Linked DNA regions of Mus musculus: region 2 is linked to region 1. The links are chromatin contacts, called in public HiChIP or PLAC-seq maps. All regions are on one chromosome and are shown on one strand. Each heading gives the region's core, a stretch centred on a gene start, on an enhancer-like site or on the middle of the called end of the contact. The rest is flanking DNA. Distances are from core to core; before and after follow the strand shown.

Region 1 (4,189 bases), core at 890-3,389:
TGCATTTTGGCTTTATGAAAACTGAAAGTGCAGGTTACTGAAGCAGTTGGTCTGAATTTGTACTTACAGTAAACAGGTAATGAATGGCTTCCTCTACTCTCCCTAGGCACTGAATAGAAGCATTATCGCGACTCCAGCAAATACTGAGTGTCTGAGGCTGAGTGCTGAGGCGGAAAAATGCCTTTTTGAGAGGTCATTTTATCCACCCATGCCTTGGTTCATTCTTCTGCCCTTTCCTTCCTTTATTTATTTATTCAGTTAATGATAAATATTTATTGAGCGCTTCCCGGGGAAGCAGGCCCTGTGCTAAGTTCTGGGAGTGCCGGGTAAATAAATAGACACAGGCGTGGCTCCAAAAGCAAACCTGGGTCCTCCTTAAATCCCACCTCTCTCCTTATTCATGTTTATTTCCAATACAAAGTACAATGGACAGACTCCCACCAACAGGACTTAGCTCATCTTTAGCATCGGAATGATCTAGGGCCAGTGGCTTCGAGACTCAATGTTCACATTTCTCCTCTGTCTTAAGACAATGGAGAGTCTTACACAGATCAGTGTCAAACTTCCTGACACCTTGTTCTCCTCCGGGGCTCACAGCTCACTGTTCTCAGAGCCTAGAGGTATAGAGTGAGCAGGAGACATTTTATGGCATTTTACTTAGTTGAGACTTAAGAGCACAGAGCAGTAGAAAATGTTACCCCTGCCTTCTGGAAAATTCAATTTTGAATGGTGATGGCTATCATTTAACCTCTACCGAGCACCAAAGGCTGTGTAGGCATGAGACCATCCTCCAAACAATCTATGAGGCATTTATCTGTCCTCCTGGCTGCTGAGGAAATGGCTACAAAAGATGGAGTAAGTTTGCCAAAGCCAGAGAAAACAGTAAGCAATAAGGAAGAATTCAAATCCATTGTGTGTGCACGCACGCGCGCGCGCGCGCGCGCACAAGCGTATGTTACCATGTGTGTTAGCATGCATGTGCCGTGCGGGGGTGGGGTGGGGAGTGGGTGTCAGGGATAACTTCGTGCAGTCAGTTTTTTTCTTCCGCCTAGATAACGGGTTCCAAGGATCAAATCCATGGCTTCAGCCTTGTGCAGCAAGTGCCTTACCTGCTAAGTCAGCTCACCTGCCCCGAAGCTTTGATTTTAACCACAGCTACACAGAGAAACCCTGTCTCGGAAAAAAAAAAAAAAGTTTCTCTGCTCTACTCTCCTCTGGTTCCTTTAATGATCTCTGTAGTGCACATGTTTTCTCTCTCTCATTGGTCTTTGCTAGGCTGATGAGCTTCTGGGTGAAGATTCTTTAAGGAAATGCGTTTTCTGTGAGAAACTAGATTCTGTACAAACTGTCATATAAAAAGTCACTAAGCCCGGCGGTGGTGGCCCATGCCTTTAGTCCCAGAACTTGGGAGGCAGAGGCAGGCGGATTTCTGAGTTCGAGGCCAGCCTGGTCTACAGAGTGAGCTCCAGGACAGCCAGGTCTACACAGAGAAACCCTGTCTTGAAGAAAATAAATAAATAAATAAATAAATAGTCACTAGCTGTTCTAAAGTTACTTGAAGACACACTGGAGAAAGGGGACTTTAGAAAGGACTGTGAGGTGCCTGCTCTCCTGTCACGTGACCTGTCACTAAGGATTCCCTAAACCCCATTTCCTGTGTGTGAACAGGGGCTGGGTAGGGGTCAGGTTCCCCTGAAGCCAGTTAGTGGATGCTCAGGGTGAGGGCGCATACTAAAAGATGTAGGAGGAATGGAGAGGGAGGGGCATAGAGCACCCTGAAATACCCAGTCCAGTTCTGCACACCTAACACTCCATCCTGCTCTCCGGAACTAGGTAAAGCAGCCCTTCTTAAAATAAACTATGGGACACAAGATATCAAGACTGGGGAATTTTATGATATGTTTGTTTTTGTTTTTGCTTTTTAAATATAAGTCAGCATTTAGAATCCATAAGATTCCTTTGCCCTGTGCTAACTTCGCATTTGTTCCCTGAACTATATTGCTTTGGGCCTGTAGGCGTATGTGGCAAGAGTACCTTGTTAGCCTGGCTGGGGGCAGATGCCAGTGTCCCATAATCCTCCTCAAGGCGCCATTGCCAGCCTCTCACTAGGCTGTGTAAGGCTTCCTATCACCCTGCACTAGAACAGTGTCCATTCCCTCCCCAGATGCCCTGACAAAGCTCATATAGTTCTGAGTTGTAATCACTCCCCACCTCTGCCTCCCACGGCTTCATTTGTGTCTCAGCCTCTTCTGAACCCCACTAGGTGTTGACACTAAGTCATGTGCAACCAGAAAGCGCAGAGAGTCAACAAATATTTTTTGTTGTTTGTTTGTTTGTTTGTTTGTTTGTTTTGTGAAGCAGGATCCCAGTATATTATTACTCGAGCTGACCTGGAACACGATGCCCAGTTGCTCTATGGCTTAGATTACGGATAAAACCATCACATCTAGCTCGCTTAAGTGAACAGTCCTAACCAGCGATGTGTTCTAATGATTAGAAATGCCGGCTTTGTCTGCAACAATGTGTCACTTTGCAGCGCCTGCCTTTGACTCTCAGTCCATCATCCTTACTGAACCGTCTTGATCCCTTAACTCTTCTTCCCAGGAGTTCCGCTCGTAAGCTGTCAGCTTTAGGCTCTGCTTTCAGGAGATCCAGCCCAAGATACAAGGAAAAGTGAAGAGCCGAAGCCCGTGTCTAGTTAATTCAGTCCTATCTCTTTCAGAGATCAATTCGGATTGACTTACAACAGGATGTTAAGTTCAGAACAACCACACTGCCACCTGGCATCTCTCTGATAGCTCGCTTTCCTCCTCTGAGCTATTGATTTCACAGCTTCTCTTCCCTCAACACTTCCTCTCCCTAATCCCTATCATGTTCAAAGAACAGCCTCTCTTCAAATTTAACTGAGAAAGTAGAAGCCAGAAGGTGGACCTTCCCTCACAATCCTATCTCTAGATCAGCAGATGTGCCTGCACCTGCTGAATGCCGTCCTCCCGTCCTCCCGTTTCATCTGGCAAGTACCCTTGCTTATTTATTTATTTATTTTTTTGTGAGTCACTTTTACTGTTGCCTGCAGTTTCTATAACAGCTAGAAGTTTTTAAAATGCATTGCCAGGCTGGAGAGATCAGCAGTTAAGAGACTTTACTGCTCTTTCAGAGGATCCAAGTTCAGTTCCTAGCACCCAGCATCTTGGGTTTATTACCAACTGTCTGTGATTGCAGCTCCATAGGCCTGTTAGAAGTGATAGCCTTGCCTTGTACTTTCTTCGTGGGGAGACCTGTTCATCTCTGCCTGTTGTACTTATATAGCCTATCACCAGAGGCCTGGCTTATGCACCTCTTAGCTCCATGAACAAACTAAGCCTTAACCAAGGACTGCCCACTGAATGGCCATGAACACATTTAGTACAAAGACCACAGTGTGGACAGGCCTGATGCTGGCTCCTGAAGGGATGGCATGACATACGCTAGGGGTCTTGCTAGATACATAGCTCTAGGAATATAGATTCTACAGAGTCCCATAACTATTCTCCCCAGACGTGAGGGGGTCTCCCAGCCCTTGGCTTCCCAGGCCAGTCACTGGACTGTGTTTTCCATAGATACAGATCTACAGTAAGAAGGCAGAGAAGATGTGCTTTCAGCTTGACCTTGACTAGTTCCAATGTCCTTGGACTGTCTGTTTATCTTCTTGATGTCCATGTGGACAGTCCCTACAGATATTTCCGAGGCCTAGCAGGAGACTGAGTCCAAGATACTCTGTTCCAAGCATGGGATTATGCTGAGAGGCCAAGAACCCCAACTCTGCTATCCTGGTAAGGAGGCCTGGCGTAAGTCACTGAGTTTGGATCCTTCTTTTCCCATGCAAGGCAGGAACTCTGGGACCTGCTGAAGGGTAACAGTCATTCATTCATACCTTTAGCACCTTTTTTTTATGGTGCTGGGGATGGAACCCAGAGTCTTATTCAGGCTAGGTAAGTGTCCCACCACTCAGCCACAACACTTTTAGATACTTATTTTTAATTTGGAGACAGGTTTTCACTAAGTTGCCAGTGTAGCCTCGAACTTACTACCTAGTCCAGGCTGGTCTTGACTTTATAATCATCCTGGCTCAACTTCCCCAAAGTTGGGAATTATAGGTATGTACCCTCATGCTTAGTTAATGAATATATTTACTCATTCAATAAACATT
Region 2 (4,189 bases), core at 908-3,407, 1.1 Mb after region 1:
TTTAAAACTGACTTCACGAATTCGCGTTTTTTTTCATCCTACTTGTTCCATTCCTCCAGAGAACCCTGACAATTACAATTACAACTGCAGAAAGAGTTGGGGGCTGACTGGGGATACAGAGATGGGAAAATGGATAACATACATACTGACATTCACCTGTCACTGCTTGCTAGCCCCAGTGAGTGATCTGCCAGATTGAGACAAACCTTCTAAATTCTCCTCAGTGTCATTCATTAGTAGAGAAGGGGACACAGGGCCATGCAAACTCCCTTTAGCATCTTCCATTTAAAGAGCCTCGTTGGCGGAGCCACGGCAGAGCTGGAAACAAGTGCAGTTTGCGTGAGGCTCTTTAGCAAATGCAAGCTTGCTTGGCTGTTACCGGGTACAGTGACTTGTGCTGTGGTCTTCTCTGGCCAGGATTCCTGGATGTTATTGTACGTGAAAACCTCTGTGGGCCAGATAACCAGAGTGACGTTGTAATAAACATCATAAATAAATTGATGGAGCCCTGACAGACTTCAGGCTGTAGCTTGGTAAGCTTATTTCAGCCAGCCCCATAGATATTGTACGAGGCAAACATTTTAAACCCCACTCCTCAGATAGGAAGACTGAGGCTTAAGGAATTTTCTATCTTGCCCAAGGAAAAACCAATATTAGGAAAAGAAAAAGAAAGAATTCATACTCAAATCTGATGCCAATAAGTTTGACCAGTGAGGCTGCTGCTTAGTGTCACATGTCCATAACTTCAGGAAGCAGATCCCATTTCCGCACACCCGTCAGTCACAGCATTAGCAAGATGACCTGTCCACTTAGGGACCTCCGTACTAAGGCAAAGGTCGCCTGGCCACCATTCACTGGTGAACTTATGCAGGTGGGTTACATGCCTCCTCTGTCTGGGTTTCGTGCTCGTAAGTCATTCTTGCAATATGCCATTCCTGCAAGAAGCCAGGAAAAGCCCTCTGAAGGGTGCTCCTGCTCTCCGAAGCATCGTTAGCATGTACATTCCCTCGTCCAGCAGGGAAGTAATGTGCTACTGGCACTGGCATAATTGAAGACGAAACTACCGGACATGGAGCGGGGCAAACACTACTTCTTAGCCTAGCCAACAGCACCCCCCAGTGCCAAGGAACAGGAAGGGGGCAAAAAGAGTAATAAAGCTACAAGTTTTCACATGTGAAAATTGAAAAACTCAGAAATAACCTTCAGGAAGAACCCCCAACATTTATTATACTTTATACCCAAAGGGATTATGGGTGGCCAACAATCACTATAAACAGTTATCCAAACAGGGCACAAAAATTTATTTCATGAAGATTTAAGCAATCAAAACTATCTAGTTTTAGGAACACATTCATCCTTTCTTGTATCTTTCCCATCAAAAAGGAAAGCACTCCTTTTATGTTATTAGTTACAATAATATGACATCAAGTGTCATACACTATACATAAATTGATGGGATCGAATAGCAGGTTGCTACCATTGTTGCTGTAAAAGAGCTACTGAAAATTAGGAGTTGTTTGTTTGTTTGTTTGTTTGTTTGTTTGTTTGAATTGCTGAACAAAGGCAAGGAGCAGGTGTGTGGTGTGAAGTGACCAGCAGGGTGAAGCTCAGGACCTGGCTTAGAAGATGGGACACGGGGAGACTGAAGCCACAGGGAAGATTACCAAGGAGTTCAGAAGAACCCAGGAAGAGTCATGGGTCTCCGTCTCAGTGTCTCGGGAGGGACACAGGAACCTTGCTCCCTGTCCCTGCTGTTCTTCAACCTTCCACTAAGCTGACCTATCTTCCCAGGGCTTGTGTGTGTGTGTGTGTGTGTGTGTGTGTGTGTGTGTGTGTGTGTGTGTGTGTGTGAGGTGTGTGTCTTAAATTCTCTGCCAGATTTTTAATTAGGGTTATTCTGCAAGGCAATTAATCCTCCTGGTCCCCTCACTATGGAGCGCTAATTCTAAAGCAATTAACCAACCCTTGAAACTGAGAAATAGGACATCTTCCTTTGCCAAAGGCTGTTAGGGAAAGGCTGTCTTCCGGGAGAGGCTAGGCACGGCTTCTGCTGTGCTTGACTAAGTTGCTCTTTGAAACCTCATTTGGTCCTAGGATTTGAAGGCCAAGGGAAGACCATAGGCCATTATCACAGTTTCGCCTATGCCCACAAGAGGGCAGTGGCGTATGCAGTCATAGCCCATGTTCTTCTCTAGACCTCAGCCTCTAGGATCAGACTAAGGGACTCCTGAAAACGATGAGATCCTGGGCAAGACAGTGGAAGAACACACACACACATGCACACACACACATGCATGCACACATGCACGCACGCACGCACCCCACATGTGCATGCACGCTACAGATGCTGCATGGGGGTTTGGAGGTGGCCCAGAAGGCTTCACCCAGTCTTCCCTAGACACACTACAGTCAGTCATACCTGTCACTTCCCCATCTCAGGTTTCCTCTGAAGCTCCTGGCACCAGAAACCTAGGGCCACCCAGACCCAAAGTGTGCAGCTCTGTAGTTGGGGCTCGGGTGTCCATGCTTTTTCAAACTCCTCAGGGTTAAGAGTATGCCTGTCAACACACAGGATGCAAAGTGAGTCTCCTATCCTGTAATAGGCTTCATGACACTGAACAGAGTGGAAGGCAATAAAATATACAATATCGTGAGAAGACCCATGGGAAACAGTATAGAAGTCAAGACCTGGCAAACACATATCCTACTGGAATTAGGTAGTTTAGGGAATGTTTTTAAGCAGATTATAAAAGAATAGTCAGAGCCAGGAGTTATAGTGCATGTATTTAACCCTCAGGAGTCAGAGACAAGATGAACCCAGCATGGTCAACAGAGTGAGCTCCAGGACAGCCAGAGCTGCATAAAGAAACCCTGTCTCTAAAAATAAAATTTTAAAAAGTAAACATTTAAAAAATTAAAATAATAGTGATAATAATTTGGGGGCAGAGAGGGGGGGAGGGAGGGAGAGAGAGAGAGAGAGAGTAGTCAGGATGCAGAAAAGCCACAGGGATCACACCTTCAGAAATAGCCAAACCCCAGAAGAGGAAGTGGTCATAGAAACATAGAGACTGGGAGACTAGGTAGGAAAGGCCATCTGGTAGAAACTGTGACCTCAGTAGATACACCAAAATCTATTCTCTCCAGCCCTCTGAATGCCAGAAGCCAAAAAAAAGAAGCAACCACGGAGTAAATCCCCAGAGACCGCCGTCCTAAGCCACAGAGCAAGATGGCAAAGTACAGAAATTGGATCTAGTTCACCCAATAGCTGTCAAACATTTGGCCATTGGCAGAAGTTGGTCCAATGCTTCTATATGCAGATACTATTGCATATTATATGATTTGAATAAGAATGGCCCCTAAGGCTCATATATGCAAATGCTTGGTCATCAGGGAGTGACACTCCTTGAGAAGGACTAGGAAGAATGTCCTTGTTGGAAGAAGTATGTCACTGGAAGTGTGCTTTGAGATTTCAAAGGCCTAAGCCAAACCCAGTGGCTCTCTCTCTCTTCCTACTGACTGCAGATCTAAATGTAGAACTCTCAGCTACTTCTCCAGCACCATGTCTGCCTGTGTTCCACCATGCTTCCCGACATGATGATAATAGGCTAAATGCTTTCTTTTATAAGACTTGTCATAGTTATGGTATCTCTTCACAACAATAGAACGCTGACCAAAACACATGTTTAAAAATAAAAAAAACTTTACAATAAATAGCTATGAGACTGGACTGGAGAGACAGTTCAGCAGTTAAGAACACGGATTGCTCCTTCAGAGGACCTGGATTCAATTCCCAGCACCCACATGACAGCTCACAACCATCTATAACTCCTGTTCCAAGGGATCTGATGCCCTCTTGTGGCCTTCCACAGCACTGTACACACATGGCACATAGACATGCAAACAAAACACCCATACACACAAAATAATAAAAATTATTCTTTAATGCTTTTAAAACCTATGGGTAGAGGTGATGTCAGCATATAATCCCAACACTTGAAAGACTAAGGCAAAAGGTCATGAGCTTACAGAAAGCCTCTGCGCATAATGAGTTAAGAACAGCCTAAGCTATCTGACTACAGTTTAAGAAATAATTCAGGGTAATATAGTACGTTCTTTGCATGTCCAACACATGGTTGATGCCTACCACTGCAAAATAATTATAGATAAACAAATAATCATCTTTATGCAT

The links. HiChIP or PLAC-seq counts read pairs in DNA pulled down with a chosen protein or histone mark.
Region 2: a contact with region 1 is called in an H3K27ac HiChIP or PLAC-seq map of T-cell acute lymphoblastic leukemia, with 12 times the contacts expected there. The contact joins two enhancer-like sites. A contact is called at or near these places in 1 of 15 datasets of contacts at CTCF or cohesin (the NIH/3T3 cell line), 57 of 484 Hi-C or Micro-C datasets (the AML12 cell line, the Ba/F3 cell line, the C2C12 cell line and 37 more) and 2 of 115 datasets of contacts at active chromatin or transcription factors (T-cell acute lymphoblastic leukemia and oligodendrocyte precursor cells).

What each region holds. Positions count from the first base shown.
Region 1 is chr4:105,129,157-105,133,345 of GRCm38.p6, forward strand. No RefSeq gene overlaps it. Among named protein-coding and RNA genes, the nearest start is that of Prkaa2, 21 kb to the left of the region's middle. Within about 2 kb of position 2,140, at least 8 of the 459 cell types and tissues checked have an H3K27ac peak or open chromatin away from gene starts, as enhancers often do. A contact at or near this core is called in T-cell acute lymphoblastic leukemia, where this site is marked.
Region 2 is chr4:106,226,559-106,230,747 of GRCm38.p6, forward strand. No RefSeq gene overlaps it. Among named protein-coding and RNA genes, the nearest start is that of Gm12724, 8.5 kb to the right of the region's middle. Within about 2 kb of position 2,158, at least 32 of the 459 cell types and tissues checked have an H3K27ac peak or open chromatin away from gene starts, as enhancers often do. A contact at or near this core is called in T-cell acute lymphoblastic leukemia, where this site is marked.